Regions from separate parts of the Capsicum annuum genome. Here region 1 is linked to region 2. Evidence: chromatin contacts called from public Hi-C data. All regions are on one chromosome and are shown on one strand. The core of a region is the stretch at or near the end of the contact, and the rest is flanking DNA. Distances in the headings are between cores, read along the strand shown.

Region 1 (2,700 bases), core at 36-2,535, 270 kb after region 2:
GGTAGCAATTTCAAGTAGCCAACATGATTAACATATCATATAAAGCTACTTTTCATTGGAATCATTTTAGTCCGTCTTCAAACAAAACAATATATGTGAATATAATGAAATACGAAATTATACAACAATAGGTGAAAACCATTCAAACAAGTGTTAGTATTAATTAGTAAGATAATTGAAATGGGAGCGTGATATGGCAGTGTATGACTAATCCCAACATTATAGTAATGATATGCCAACTACTTAATAATTAGTTTCTCCCCTCCTAGCTCCATATTCAAAACATAGACCACAAAATATCCCTAAGATTTGCAAGAATAACTTTTGAGCATTCCTTTTTAGTGCTGTGTCTTTTTCCTTGTCATTAACAATTATTATCAAAATAGCAATTTTTAAAAATGGACAAGCAGACTTCTCTCGGGAAAGATATACGCGCAAAACAAACCCATGACCACTTCGTCAACTAAATCTAGATACAAACAATACCAACAAAGCAAAGGACGACGATAAGCATTATACAAAGTGAAAGATTAAATTGATCACATAGTTACTCCAACAAATCCTAACAGAACATATATGGATGCAAGCATACTAAATATTGAAAAAGAACCAACTTGATGACATCGTTTTCCGAAATTTGAAAACCGAAACAGTGACAACGAGAATCGTGAGATCCAGAACAACAAGAATATCATCTCAACGCATTATCCACAATTTCATCACAACAACCTATGGCTTTCGAAGCCGTCTACAGCGATCAATCCCACATAATACTACGACTACTTATGAAAATCGATGTTAACGCCAAGAAGGAGAAGAGCGAACGGGGCGATGAGCCTATGACGATGAAGTTTTCACCACCGAATTTTAACTCAATTTCACCGGAATTTTGGTTGCGTGAGTCTAGAGACGCGCCTCCATAACACCCAATTTTTTTCCAAATAAATCCTCTCCCTTTCTCTCTACATACATGGGTATTTATAGAAGATTTGAGACTGATTTTGGTTGCTGCTATTGTTGACTGTTATTGCCTGGTTGTTGGTGGGGGGTCGCTGTGTCTTCGTCGGATCGTTGGTCTCCGGGTTTGGGTTATTAATGTTGTGTTGTTGTAGGTTGCGGTTATTGTTGTTAACGTTGTTTGTTGGAATCCCGTTGTTTGTTGACGTTTTGTTGTTGCTGTTGATAATTGTTGTTGTACGTTGTTAAGGGGTAAGGGGAAAGTGAAGATTTGAGCCAGGTATGGTTCGGAGTTATGGGCTGGTTGTTAAGCCAAAAAAAGGAGAAATGGGATTATTATTGTTGTTGTTCTTGGAGTAAGCCTGTCAAGTGGGCCGGGCTGATCCGGCCTACCTGGTCCTACCTGGCATATTTAAAGGATCCAGTCCGATAAGTTCTAGGAATTTAGGATTTCGGGTTTCGAGCCTGTTATTTTAATTTAGGCTAGATTAATTCGACCCGATGTAGGACCGTTGATTTACCAGCCCAGAATGACTTTTTTTTTTTTATTTTAGGGTTTTGGGCCAAACTAGTCGTTGGCCCAACGGCTATATAGCCGTTTTTGGGTCCAAACGGCTAGTTTGGGCCCATTTCTTAAAACAAAAAAAATTACATTAAAAATTATTTTTTAATCCCAAAAAAATTCTATAAATACCATATACCTTCAAATCATTTTTCACACAATTTTTTACTCTCTTGAATCTCAATTCTCAAACATTCAATATATTTAATTTCTTAAAGTGTTCACTTTAATTTTTTAATTTTTCGTTTACAAAGTACGAGCGAAAGTTTCTAAAGTCGCAACCTTCGGATACTTTCAAAATTTGGTATTTTCATTCCATCTCTTACGTTTCATTTTTATTTATTGTATTAATTGTTTAATATTTAATTTTATTAGATTTATGTATTTTGAATTTTTTTAGTTTAATTTAATTTATACTATGGATAAATTAAGAAACCTCGTTACTAAAGGTGTTAAAAAATTTTGTCCCGAAAGCGGTAGTGGTAGTAAAAAGCGAATTACTAGCGGTAGAGGTAGTTCAAGCAATAGATATACCCGTGTACCTTCGCCTCCGGTACCGCTTGGTACACCTTTTGAGGAAGAAATAGATGTAGGTGCTCACGATATGGATTATGTAGAAGTTCAGAAAAATTACCGTATAGAAGAAGAAAATGAAGTAGATGGGGTTAATTTAGACGAAGATAATGAAAATATTGGTGAGACACCCGCAGTAGAAAATGCTAACGTTAGATCTGAATCGGTTAATCTCCCTTTCCGTCCTCTCCGTGCCCCAAGACCTCGTAAAACAACTAGTGTTGCATGATAATTTTTTGAACGTATATCAGATACTGAGGTGCAATGTAATATTTGTCAATAAATATATAAGGAAGCAGAAGTAAGCAAGGGGGTACGAGTACGTTAATTAGACATATAGGTGAAGCTCACGAAAGAGAGTTAAATATTGCACGAGGTAGTGGAGATGTTGGTGGGTCAACGCAAACTAGAATGAACCCAGCAACCAGTCATGTAACAAAGAAGTTTAATAAATTGAGGGATCAGGAAGAAATAGTTAAATTGGTAGCTGTAGGTTGTTTGCCTTTTAGTTTTCCTTCTTCTGATGCCTTTATTCATTATCTACAAGCAATTTATAATCGTATGTTTAATGATATTCCTAGTAGTACTTGTCGGTCTGATATTTTTAA
Region 2 (2,700 bases), core at 84-2,583:
GCCACACCAAACATTGTGAGATTGGTGAGTAAACCTAACTGTGCAGGAATTTCCCCAGTCAAATATGGATTTCCCCCAATCCTAAACTGCTGGAGTGACACCAAGGACCCTAACTGTGATGGAATTGACCCATTGAGGAGATTATCTTGAAGACAAAAGATTTCTAATGAAGACAGATTTGCCAACTCTGGTGGGATCTTACCAGTCAATCTGTTTGAATTCAAGAACAAGAACTGAAGTGAACTAAGCTTACCAAGTTCTGATGGAATAGAACCTGAAAGAGAATTAGAAGAAAGGTCCAAAAGCCTAAGATGAGATAAAGAACCAAAAGATTGAGGGATAGTTCCAGAAATATTAGTGGAAGAAAGATTAAGAAGCTGCAAAGATGAAAGGGAAGAGAGTTCAGAAGGCAAATAAGAGAGATTTAGGAATGTATTAGGAATAGAAAGTGAAATAACCCTTTCTTGAGGAGAACAAGTAATCCCTTGCCAAGAACATGGAGTTGAACTTAAAGGGTTCCAAGAAGAAAGCACAGAAGATGATGATTTTGCATAAGGGTCAGCTGCTTTAAGCAAAGAAAGCAAAGCTTGTCCATCAGGTGAAACACAACTCACTAAAACTACAATCTTTGGGCTCAAACTTAACCAAAATAACAAGAAAAACAAGATATGACATGAAGGGTAAGTGAACAAATAGTGGCTTTTCTTCTCCATTGTTTGAGTGAAAATCAAAAACCAAGAAATGGGGTTGTAGAAAAATGGTGGTGGTGTTTGAAAGTTTACTCTAAGGAGAGACAATATACATGTGAAGCACTAAAGTAAGTTACTTCAAACTCACACTAAACTTGTTCAAAAAAAAACTACACACCATGCATGTGAACATAACAGTTCTTGTGTATCTTTTATGGAACATATATTAAACTCCTACTACTATTAAAGTAACTGTGTGAGTTGTCTTACCGGAGATAATGAGCTCCTCCTCCTCCTTGCTCCGCCCTACCCGGCGGTGTTAGCTAGTTAGCTACTAATGGTGGTAGTGATGGTGAAGATGGTCACTAGCATGAACTAAAAGCTTTTGTCATTTTCGCATTTTCTTGGTGTTTCATTAGGCCGGTGGACGGTGGTTGGTGGTGGTTGACGGTGGTGGAGAGGATTGAGTGTGAGTGACAGTTCTTGAGAAACTAAAGAGCAAACAAACGGAGCTATATATTTAAACAGCAAAAGAGTTTATTTTAAAAGTTTTTATTGAACAAAGTGATTTGTAGCGCCACAATAATTTATGAATACCAAATGGTACTTGTTTATTTTTTGTTTTATTTATATTTCTTTTTTGGTTTTGGACTAAATTCCAAATTGTACTGATAACAATTATAGACATTTTTAAAAAAAAAAAAAAAAAAAAAAAAAAGGGGGGGTAAGTGCTAGTCCTAGAGATAAGGGACAGTTAAGGACCGAAAATTTCCATTTAGTGGTGTATTAATGCTGCTTAATTATTCTCAAGATCATTTGCTGCAGGCATATTGTAAATTCGACCTGTTTCTCTCTTTTGGTAATTCTAGAAACTCCCTTTAAACGGCAAATGTTTGCTTACAAGCTAGAATATATATATATATATATAAATAATAATAGTGTATTCGCCTTTTATAATAAATGTAATATAGATGCATTTCATACATACATATAATATCTAATGACGTATTCTCACATTATCTTTGGGACATCCTAGTTTTAGGATTTTATAAAATGCAAAATAATTGTTTGGTTGCTTCTTCATTTCCATTTTATTATTTGGATGGGTTCATAAATTATAACTGTTCCAACACAATTTTTGTTAGAGACAATTAATCAAATTAATTAGATTGCTGGAATAAAAATTGGTGACTAGTTCTAATATATGACTTTTTTTGTGTGGTTAACAAGACACTGTTTTTAATAAAAATCTGATTTTGATTAGAAAAAGCTAAATCAGGCACAATAATTCAACTTCAAACTATAATTGTTAGATTTTATCTCTTACGTGGAGTAAAAACTAAAAAGTACAGCAACTCAATGCATTAGGCTACTCGTACGCAGTGACGAATGTACATGTATTTCAGGGTTTATCCGAATTCCTTCATCAAAAAATTATATTATTTTTATATGATAAATTTTTTTTTTTTTATGTATAAATTATAGAGGCTGAACCCCCTTCAACTAATCCGTATATATACTACTGAACCCCTCACTGAAAATCCTGAATCCGCCCTGTTTGTACACACAAGTTTGATAAAAGACTGAATCATATTAATTATGTCTATTATACTCAATTTTGCTTGCATTTTATAATAGGCTACTTGCACAATTTAAACTCTTGATAACACGATAAAACTTTTATATTTATTATTTTTCTATTTGCAAATATAATTATCAATTTTTCTACACAAAGTTTATCACGATCAACAAGCTAACATTCCAATCAATCAATATAACTGATGGAATGCAGTATAATAATTGTTAATCGTAAGCTTGCAGTCAGTTTTTATTATCTGATGTCTCTGCTTGATCGATCTATCATAAATAACTAAGCAAATAAGTTTCTGCCTCTCTATTTATCCTTTATAAGCAAAAAAAATAAAATAAAAGAAATCATACAAATAGACCATGTCTAAGAAGAAGAGTATTTTTTTTTTCTTTTTTCTTTTTTTCGGTGGGGGCGGGGGGG

What was found. Hi-C and Micro-C count contacts between places; a contact is called where the count stands out from the background.
Region 1: a contact with region 2 is called in a Hi-C map of bud, with 4 times the contacts expected there. The contact joins the enhancer-like site here to the promoter of LOC107855602 in region 2. A contact is called at or near these places in 2 of 5 Hi-C or Micro-C datasets (bud and leaf).

Annotation. Positions count from the first base shown.
Region 1 is chr4:195,385,541-195,388,240 of UCD10Xv1.1, forward strand. No RefSeq gene overlaps it. Among protein-coding and RNA genes, the nearest start is that of LOC107855591, 33 kb to the right of the region's middle. Within about 2 kb of position 1,286, at least 5 of the 5 cell types and tissues checked have an H3K27ac peak or open chromatin away from gene starts, as enhancers often do. A contact at or near this core is called in bud and leaf, where this site is marked.
Region 2 is chr4:195,115,098-195,117,797 of UCD10Xv1.1, forward strand. LOC107855602 (LRR receptor-like serine/threonine-protein kinase RGI5) reads right to left here and starts at 1,334. Exons shown (of 2, transcript XM_016700616.2): 1 at 1-1,334. The coding sequence starts at 713.